Linked DNA regions of Zea mays: region 1 is linked to region 2. Evidence: chromatin contacts called from public Hi-C data. All regions are on one chromosome and are shown on one strand. The core of a region is the stretch at or near the end of the contact, and the rest is flanking DNA. Distances in the headings are between cores, read along the strand shown. Region 1 holds the start of LOC103635893 (cullin-1-like). Region 2 holds the start of LOC100280949 (translocator protein homolog).

Region 1 (5,682 bases), core at 877-3,376, 150 kb after region 2:
CCGTCCCCGACTGAAGAGGCTGCTGAAGGCTACCCATCTGGAACTCAACGGGAAAGTATTCGTTAACACGCAGCAGACCCCTACCTGGCGCGCCAACTGTCGGCGTTTCGGACCCACGAGGACCGTCAACCGACCAGTGAATTTGTCGCTGTGTGTCCCTGCCCAGATGGGTTGATGCAAGATGGAACACAAGCGGGGGGATGAGGCTTATATTATCTTGCACCGGGGTGCTCGTAGTAGGGGTTACAAGCGTTGCGAGAGAGCGAGGGCGAGAGAGAGAGAAAGAGAGGGTTCGGCCTTGAGGTGAGTTGTCTGAGTCTGCCTCTACCGCGTCTCTCCTACTCTGCCTACCTCTGCTCGCCTGCCTTCGCCCTCCGTCCGTCCCCCCCCCAGGAAGGCCTTGGACATCTCCTTTTATAGATACAAGGAGATGCTCAGCTGTACAATGGGGGTGTAGCTATGCGCTAACGTGGCTGGCGGAGAAGTGCCTTGAGCCCTGTACATGTGCTAACGTGGCTGGCGGAGAAGTGCCTTGAGCCCTGTAGAAGCGCAGCTGGCGGTGCGGCATGGATCCTGCTGACGTTTCCTTGCTTCCGTAGGGAGCTGAGAGCCATCGACGTCATGGTCGCACACGGGGAACCATCATTACTTGCTATCGGAGTAGTTTGATGTGACTCCAGTCTTGTTCCTTCGTAGCAAAGGGTGGCTAGCTAGCGGTAGGGTAATGATGCATCCCCTGTAGCGTAGTCGGTCCGAGGCCGAGGTCGGGTGAGGCGGAGACTTCTCCCGAGACCGGGGTTGAGGTCGGGCGAGGATGTGACTCCTCCCGAGGCCGAGGCTGAGGCCGAGGCCCGAGGTCGGGCGAGACGGGGACCTTCCCTCGAGGCCGAGGCCTGAGGTCGGGCGAGGCGGAGACCTTCCCCGAGGCCGGGGCTGAGGCCGAGGCCTGGGGTTGGGCGAGGCGGAGCTCCTTGTCGCGCCCGAGGCTGAACTCGGGAGAGGTCACGACTTGCTGTTGCTAGTCCTACCCTGGTGGTTGACACAGTAGCCGGAGCGGGGCGAACAATGCTGTTTTCCTGTCAGAACGGTCAGTGAAAGGGCGAAGTGACTGCGGTCACTTCGACCTTGCCGACTGAGGCGCGCGTGTCAGGATAAGGTGTCAGGCGATCCCCGCATTAAATGCGCATGCGATACGGTCGGTTGGTAGGGCGATCCGGCCGAGGTCGCTGTACGACAAAGTTCGCCCGAGCTTAGCCTCGGGTAAGACGGGGGTGCGTCTGCTGACTGAGGGGACCCTCGGGCGAGGCGTGAATACGTCCGGGACTACCGTCCTTGCCCGAAGCTGGGCTCGAATGAGGTCACGTCCCTTGGTAGACGAGGCCTTGACTTGAACCGCGCTTTATCAGCTGTTTATGGTTTGTTTTGAAGATGTTTTCCAGCCGTGTTTAGGAGCATTGGGGATACCCCTAATTACGGTACCCGACACTACCGTTTCTCTCTACTAGCTCAGTCTTCAAGCTAGGACAAGTGGTACACGCACCTAACAAGATAGACCTAGATCTCAACTCGTCACGCTCATCTAGCAAGTTGGCGTACTTGATCTACAAAGTTGCGATGTTCGACATGTGTAGAGCGTACTTATCATATTCAGTCTCGTCAGACACCACAATAGAAGCTTTAGAAGACTCAAGCTCTATAAGCGTGCTCTCATACTTGAATTTAAAATCTTTCCTCCTACAAGCAGTAAGCCTAAGCAGCTTATCCTGATAAGCCAAAGCAGTCGTTAGTACCTTAGTGGCGAGATCGTCGGTGGAATATACTAACAAAGAGTTTAATTTTTATGCATAAGAATTTTTGGAAACAGATAGTTATAGGGAATATAGGGAATAGGTATGAGGTGCTACAAATTGTCAAACTTGATAAATTTATACTCTCTTCGTCATAAAATATAATTTACTTTGGACAAAATATACATTCGCTCAATAAGTTATGAATGTAGTTTGTATATATTCTATATTATTTATTTAAATGTGGATGGAAAAAGAGAACTTAAAAGAAAAGAGTATTTAAAGATAAAACAGTGATTTAAGCATATGCTATCCACTCCCGTCTCTCGGACTCTCGGTGCGGAGGAACCAGTCTAAGCCACCACCCAGGCCCAGCTCACCTCTTTCCTCTCTTCTCATGCCCACGCGCTCGCCTATCTCATAGTCCTTCCCCATTCCGCCTCTCTAGCTGGCCTGTCGAGGACCCTCGCCATCCTCCCCAGGCGCACCACCAAACGGTCCAAACCCCCAGCGGCGGCGCTAGGATTTGAGTCTCAGCGCGCCGGCACCGCCACCGCCACCGGCGGTGATGGCAGGGCAGGAGCGTAGGACAATCGATCTGGAGGAGGGATGGGCGTTTATGCAGAAGGGTATCACCAAGCTGAAGAACATCCTCGAGGGCAAGCCCGAGCCTCAGTTCAGCTCCGAGGACTACATGATGCTCTACACGTGCGCCTCCTTCTCCCCTTACTCCTCCTCGCCGCCACCGTCTCCTGCGCAGCGGCCGCTTGGTTTCACACCGCGATCCGCCTCGATCCGGTTCTGATCTAGGTTTTGGTCCTCTTGTCGCAGGACGATATACAACATGTGCACGCAGAAGCCGCCGCACGACTACTCGCAGCAGCTCTACGACAAGTATCGGGAGTCGTTCGAGGAGTATATCACCTCCATGGTGAGCCTCCTGTTCATATCTATCTTTCCCATGTGAATGTCTGTATTAGAACTTCATTGTTTTGTATTTGCGGCGTTGTATTAAGGTTAGATTTCCTACTCAGAGAGGAGTAAGGCAGCTTGGATGGGAGTTTTTTTAGCTTTTGTTGACGGGGAACAAATCGTGCTCTCAGAGCCTGGGGCTCACATGAGCACTTCAAATCTGGTACGTTCTGTGAGCAATCAACGTTAAGGTGGGAGGGGATAAATGGAAAATTGCCATCGAATCGAAACTGAGTTGAAGGGAGGTAAATGAAAAATTACTGATCACTGTTGTATTGCTCACAAAGGGGCTGATTGGTTTGCTGCGCGCTGAACCAGGCTCGCGAGATGCAGGAAGCGCTAGTTTGGTTGCTTGGTCCAGCTACCGAGCTAGGCTCCCAGCATGCAAAAGTGCCCACTCTACCAGGCGCCGGGGAGACGTGAGAATCTGTTGTTTCGGGCGAGCCAGTCTCGAGCGGTGCAAGAACGAGCTGCTTTGGCAAGCATGCAGAGAAGAAAATGCTGCTGGGCCCGAGACATGCAGGCAACCAATCGTTCTGTGAGCAATCAACGTTAAGGTGGGAGGGGATAAATGGAAAATTGCCATCGAATCGAAACTGAGTTGAAGGGAGGTAAATGAAAAATTACTGATCACTGTTGTATTGCTCACAAAGGGGCTGATTGGTTTGCTGCGCGCTGAACCAGGCTCGCGAGATGCAGGAAGCGCTAGTTTGGTTGCTTGGTCCAGCTACCGAGCTAGGCTCCCAGCATGCAAAAGTGCCCACTCTACCAGGCGCCGGGGAGACGTGAGAATCTGTTGTTTCGGGCGAGCCAGTCTCGAGCGGTGCAAGAACGAGCTGCTTTGGCAAGCATGCAGAGAAGAAAATGCTGCTGGGCCCGAGACATGCAGGCAACCAATCGTTGTCTCCACCAGGCCTGGCTGTATAGATACGGAAACCAGTCAAAGCGCTACTGCACCTCTAGAGCCTGACTCCTGCTTTGGTGTATATGGCGATGTCCTCATTTCCTTCTGTGTTTCTGCTAAATGATACATTGATCACTAGTCAGGTTCATTCACTCTGTAGATGGACATTCTTTTGGGAAAAAATGAGAGTTGTTTGCCATATATGATAGGTGGTGAATTCTTATAGTATATAGAATTTTCCTGATCTGTTTGATTGTAATTTGTAAATGAATTAATTAAAACTTTCTAATGCTGCAAATATTGCAGTGGCAGTGCTCTCTTCCCCTTCATCTGTCCATCTCTTGATTTTTAGAGGGTAATTCAATCTCTTTAATTTTATTGTAAGCATCTTGATTTGGTGAAACACTTGATCTAGCTACTTGACGTGCCTTGTAACAATTCTGTGTCCATTTGTTTGTACACTTGTGCCTGCTGTTCTGTTGGCTCCAGTAGATTCATTAGATGTCCTGTGATATTGCTGTGTCTATTTTCATTCGCTGTTTGTTGGAACTTGTAGCTTCTGTTATGGGCTTATCGAGGGTAGACAGCAAACCAGGATTATTTCATTCACTCCGTAGATACAAATTTCTTTTTGGGAGAATGAGGGTTGTTTGTCATAGATGGTAGAACCCTTTTGTAATAATATATACAATTGTCCTGATCTGTTTGATTGTAATTTGTGAATGGAGTAATCAGAACTTCTTTCATGCTCTCTTCCCCTTCTTTTGTGTATTTTAAATTTCTGCAGCACAATTCAATCTCTTTAATTTTATAATTGTAAGCATCTTGATTGGCGAAACAATTGTCCCATCTACTTGACAAACAATTTTGTGCCCATTCTTTGTACATTGTAGCTCATTTCTTATCTTTATACCCTTTAAAGCATGAGTTTCGTGCGTCATGCGCGAAGGGCGTAGCGTCGATCTGTTTATTCTCTCCCCACGTCTTGGCTAACAACTAGGCCGTTACCTTCCAGATGGGCCGTGAGAAAACACCTAAGCGCAACATAACACCAAGCCACACGCAGCGCAACGCTCCTGGATAATACCACCTCGCTAGCTGAAGGAGTATGAGCGACCGAGCGAGCTATAGAAAGGGGGCATGTCTCCTTTTCAACTCATATCTTTCTTGGCCTTTTGGCTAAGACAAAGTGTAGTGTCTGCAGTTTAATATCTGCTATGTGGGCCATATGTCCACTTTAATTTTATTTTTTTATTGGAAGGGTCCAACTTTAATCTTAAATTTGATTTTTGTGGGGCGGGTCCATCACACTGGGTTGCCACTGGACCCTTGGGTGTCATACAATTGTTGCGCTATACCATCAAATATGATTGGTGTACCGTCACACGGGCATTGTACTAGTATATCATGTAGACTGTAGAGAGCACCTTTTTGTGTTTTTGCACCGCCTCCTAATGGACAGGAGTTGGACACTAATTGATGCTATCTATGGCAGGAAGATAAATAATGGATTGCATAATTGAATACACATGGATGCTAGTTTCAATTTGCAGGAGCTTTTCTGCAGCTTGCTAATTTATTGTTTAATGAGCATCTTTAATTTATAAAAGAAACTTATATACCCTCCTTGAGTTACAGGTGTTTTTATGACTAGAGATTGAACCCACGAGTTGTATGATGCTTTCTTCATTGTATTTGTACGTTCACTTCTGAGAGCTTTCTCACTAATTTTTAATTTCATGCAGGTACTACCTTCGCTAAGGGAGAAACATGATGAGTTTATGCTGAGGGAGCTAGTGCAAAGGTGGTCAAACCATAAAGTCATGGTTCGTTGGCTCTCGCGTTTCTTTCATTACCTTGACCGGTACTTCATATCAAGGAGGTCACTTACCCCACTTAAAGAAGTTGGTCTTACTTGCTTCCGAGAGTTGGTAAAACATCAGTTACTTATTTCTGGCTTCGTTTTCACTCTTGCTTTTTCAACGCTTATGCCCTAATCAATTTAACTGTGGTAACAGA
Region 2 (5,056 bases), core at 1,467-3,966:
AGCAGTTAACCATCTCTATATTCAATCTCCACTCTGTAAATATTGTCATCTATTTTGAGTGACCGTATGATTGAACTGCCGGACACAGTTTAAGGGTCTGGATTGGATAATGTTAATTGACCTGTTGCTAGAAATATGTTCTTGTTGTCACGTGTACTGGCAGTCTGAAAGGGTTTAGTTGCAATGCGTTGGTATCATGGTATTATTAGTTTGACAACTGAAGTAGCAAATTAGGTTTTTTTTGGAAGGCAGAAGCATCAAGCACCACTGAACCAACCAAACAAAATGTGTATGACCAAGATTTGAGGTTTATTGCTTAAGGATTACAAGCACCAACTTCTGGCGAGTTCTATTAGGAACTATACTATGTTTGTTTATGTATTTGACTAATCATCATGGTACAATTTTAACTGATGTTTCAGATACGTTCATCAGCTCCTTGAATCTGCCTACCCATGTAGAGCTGGTCACTTACTCGTGCCCAGTATATTGTTCATTTTTCACACGCTTCTTGCAAGTCAGGCCGTTATACGTTATTGTATACGCACTACAAACTCTGAAGTCGTTGTGTTGCCATTGTCTTGCATTGTTCCATCATCTGATTTGTGCCACTGAGCGAAGAAATGATCGACGATTTGCACGTTCTGCCCCCCACTTGCAGGTTGGTGAGTCCGTTGAGGAGATAGACCGCCGCGTCCCTCCAGTGGTGAAGGAAGCCCCAACCTTGGCCCGCTCGGCTGCGAAGGAGGTTCGCCAGGCCGGCCTGGTGGGCACGGCCACTGGCCTTGCCAAGTCAGCCATCGCCCGCGCCGAGCCAAAGGCCCGGGAGCTCTACACCCGCTACGAGCCTGTGGCAGAGCGGCGTGCCGCCGAGGCCTGGGTGGCCCTGAACCGTCTCCCTCTGGTGCCCTCGGTCACCAGGGCCGTCCTCCCCACTGCCGCACAGCTCTCTGCCAGGTACAATTCGGCGGTGCGTGATGGTGCCAAGCGCGGGAACGCCGTGGCCACCTATCTCCCGCTGGTGCCCACTGAGCGGCTCGCCCGCGTGTTCAGGTACCCCGTGGCTGACGTTGCTGCAGCACCAGAGATGCAGCCCATTCCTTCCCAGTAGAAGATGAAATGGAATGTGAACTGCATAAACCAATATCAAGAAGTATTACTGTGTTTTGTCTTTGCGTACCTTATGGTGAACTCATGCGTGGTTCAGTATCGTTTCATTCCTTTTTGTTGCAGTGAGCCTACACAAGTTCGTCTTTGTTTTATGGATAATATGTATAACATTATCTATTGGAATAGCAATGTTGATGCTTGTGCTTTGTCATCATTTTGAGTACCCAACGCGTATGTGCCTATTGGCATTTCGGCTGTTGTGTTCCAAGTAAATTTAACAGAATTTAGGATGCAAAAAAGAAGATAATAAAGAGATCACAATTAGTGCTCTAGCGACTCCTCTATAAGAGGAAAATGTTGTTTCTTCGCTCTATGGATAACCAAAGCAAATATTTTTTTAAAGAAAACCCAGCAATTTAAGTATGGTCGGCAGAATCCCATCAAAGATGTGATCATTTCTACCGACCCAAATGAGTTCATTAGTATGATAATTTTCATGTAGAGAGAGGCTTCCAATTATCTTCCTTCTTAAAACTTCAACCCTTCCAGGCTCCATAGTGCGTAATCAATTCCTCTCCTATAGCCACGTCCGTCCTCACCTCACGCCGCCCAACGCGTAGGTCGTAGCACATGACACCATCCATCTCTTCGGCAGCTGACTATTATTTTCGGCAGCTGACGTATGACAGCACATGACAGCCACCATCCATCTCTCCCCAATCCCATACGTCGTCATAGTAGTAGAACATACACGGTATACACATACATTGTTACATCGCAATCGAAATTTAAGAACATCTTGTAGTTGACGAGGGGCCTGGCTGCATTCTCAGATGAATATGCAGGACACAACAACATACTCAGAACGTATACTGTACACAAACCAACGCATTATTACATGTTCACAACAAATAACCAGGGGCCTGGCTGCCGAGGATCGAACACGAACAGCGCGCGCGTGTTCTCGGGAGCTCAGAGCATCTTGTAGTTGACGACGGCGAGGATGACGGCCCAGGCGACGGCGGGCTTGGCGAGGTCGCCAGCCACAGGGTTGACGGCGCCGAAGCCGCGCGCGCACGCCACGGCGCCCACGGCCATGGCGGCGCAGCAGGCGAGGCCCGCGCGCGCCGCGGCGTGGCGGCCCAGCACGAGCGGCGCCCACGCGAGCGCGGCGCCGAGCCGCGCGGCGTAGGGCAGCAGCGTGGCGGCCGGACGCGCGTGCAGCCCGCCCTCTGCCCACGCCATCCACGCCGCCAGCGCCAGCACCGCCTCCGACGCCACCGACCCGGCCCGCACCACCGCCACCGTGGCGGAACTCGGCGGCGGCGTGGAGTGGCCCGCGGCGAAGAAGGACAGAGCCACGAGCGCCGCGGGGATGGACACCGCGGCGGCGACCGAACGGAGGCCGCGCCGCCTCCTGCCGCCGCCCGGCTTCTTGTTGGGACCCGAGACCGCCGCGATGCCGCCGCTGGCGCCGTCGTCCCTGCTGCCACTGGCAGCGACGCGCTGGGTCACGCCCTCGTGCGCGGCGGTCGCCATGGCTGATACGATCGCGGCGAGGTTCGCTTAATTGATGATCGAGTCCGACTGTCCGAGCCGATTCTCTCAGGCAGGGGAAGCCGGATCGTCGCAAGACGCGTTCTAAATACGCGCGAGGCTTGCTCCGAGCATGGACACGTGTGGCGGGAAGGTGACACGTGCAGAGTGGAGCCCTTTAAACTATGGAGCTTCCATGCCAGGTGACTGCGAGGCTTCTGGAGTTGGAGGTGACTAGGACGATCGAGCAGGACAAAACAAATGCTGACTGAGTCTTTTTTCCCTTATAAGCTTATATAGGGGATGTAATATGGTTCGGAAAATATCCGTCCGGATCCGGATTCGAAGATGGTGAACACTGGTTCGGATGGAATTTTCGGATATCCGGACATTTTTTCGGATAACGGATACGAATACGGATATTTTGTTCGGATATCGAATTCGAATACAATATGTCTGATATCCGTCGGATATCGAATATCCGGATATTTTCTCGGATAAATCTTCTCGGATATCCGGATATCTTATCCGGATAGCTGTGTGCATTTTGTTGATTTTTTGTAGAAAAAAATTAATAATACACAAATAGCCTCAGAAAATTATGAAAATTTATGGAGGCATACCATATGTTCATATATAATCCTCCAAAATATTTGGACCATAAAATCCAAAATATGATAGTGTTTCTTACATTTCACTTTCACTTGTTGTGTGAATTACACGTGAAATCACTCTAAGTATCCAAGTTTTTTTTATCATTTTCATGTGGAGACAGGTTATATTCTTATAGAATGTTTATTAGTTTTGGTATCTTATTTGCATTTTGATGATTTTATGCAAAATAAATTAATAACACGCACATAGGCTAAAAATTCATGAATTTTACAAAAAAAAGGTGACATATGAACACATATAATACAAAAATGTTTAGACTCAATGAGTGGATACATGATTACAACCATGATACGTGTGGAATGATGTCTTACATGATATCCGACAAAAAATTCGTTACCGACAATATCCGTGTCCGACTAGTTCCGTATTTGACACATAGCTATCCGTATTTGTATCCGAGAACATCCGTATTTGTATTCGTATCCGAAGCTATCCGTATTCGAATTCGAATCCGAATAAAAATATGAAAACAAATATGATTTCAGTGATATCCGTCCGTATTCGATCCGATTACATCCCTTATATACGTCAAATCCAGAAACCCTATTTGCCGTACAAAGCTGCGAGCCTGCGATTATTAGGGACTAACATCACGTTAGGAGTCCAGCATCACAACCTCACCAACTTCGAAAATCTACTATACTAAACACTGTATTTGAAAGATAAAAAAAATCACGGGGACATTTCCATCTTGAGGGAAGATCGTTACATGTTAGAATTACTGAGCCAAGTCCATTTAATTTCTACGAAAATCATAAAGCCGATGTGTATGATATTGTGAGTGTGAAAACATTAGTCAGGTAGAGGAAACTCAACTCACTTGTTCTTCCATGTGTTGAGTGGGAGCGGGGTGAAAGGCGTGGGCACACGATATATGCGTAAATGGTTCACCGAATTTGAGGTCTAAGCCTTGTCGCCTGCGATCTGATAAGTTTGTTTTGGAATCCTTATCTAATAAGGCTTGTCAGTTGTGGATCAAGTCAACTGATCCTTATTTAATACAGTTAACTACTTTGTAACACTCTAAATTTTAGAATAAAATTTTCTTTGCTCTACTTTCAATGTTCAGATGTTACCCTAGCTTTCCCCTCCCTTTCCCTCTCTCCTTTCCCTTCCCCGACTTTCTCCCTCTCCAATCATGGCCATTGGCTGGCAGCATGTTAGGAACACGACCCATATGGTACACGCCGGCCCAACTAGCGTAGATGAGAACTATAAGGAGCAGTAACAATTGAATGGCGAGGGCATCGAAAGCTTATTCAGAAACACATCTCCATCTCCACCGCTCGGGGTGTCTGTGCTTCATCTCCAAATCTCCATCTAGAGAGCTAAATCTCGCATCCCTTCCTGTTCTAGTGTTGTACTTCTCCATATAATTTGTAGCTTGCTGCAAACCTCCCTTCCTCCTGAGGTTGTATAATCAGGTTACCATTGAACTGAGCTATTCTGTGTATGAGTTGAGAAGTGTGTTAACAATTGGTATCAGATTCGTTCAATCCTCGGCTTCAATTTGCCAACACCATGTCTCTCGATTTCAAGCTCATCCTCGACGAGTTCAACCAGAGGTTTGACAAAATAGAGACTCGCTGGTACCAGCGCTTCTTGCCCTCCGTGTACCTCGACCTCCCGCCTACCCCCCTCGACGTCAACCACTCCTCCTTCGACGCGTCCGCCAGCGTGCCACCCACCCCAGCCATGGTCGACTCCTACGCCCCGGACCCCGCCACTCAATTCG

Evidence for each region. A called contact is a pair of places that touch in the nucleus more often than the background predicts.
Region 1: a Hi-C map of ear shows a contact between it and region 2, with 4 times the contacts expected there. The contact joins the promoter of LOC103635893 here to the promoter of LOC100280949 in region 2. A contact is called at or near these places in 8 of 25 Hi-C or Micro-C datasets (bundle sheath, ear, endosperm and 3 more).

The regions. Positions count from the first base shown.
Region 1 is chr8:130,485,965-130,491,646 of Zm-B73-REFERENCE-NAM-5.0, forward strand. LOC103635893 (cullin-1-like) reads left to right here and starts at 2,127. Exons shown (of 18, transcript NM_001346824.1): 1 at 2,127-2,495; 2 at 2,619-2,718; 3 at 5,409-5,594; 4 at 5,682. The coding sequence starts at 2,356. It also overlaps the pseudogene LOC111590064.
Region 2 is chr8:130,339,040-130,344,095 of Zm-B73-REFERENCE-NAM-5.0, forward strand. It overlaps LOC100280949 (translocator protein homolog), which reads right to left and starts at 2,717. Exons shown (of 1, transcript NM_001153869.1): 1 at 1,868-2,717. The coding sequence starts at 2,649. The coding sequence ends at 2,083. It overlaps LOC100283461, which reads left to right. Exons shown (of 3, transcript NM_001156362.2): 3 at 662-1,418. The coding sequence ends at 1,111. It also overlaps the pseudogene LOC103637275.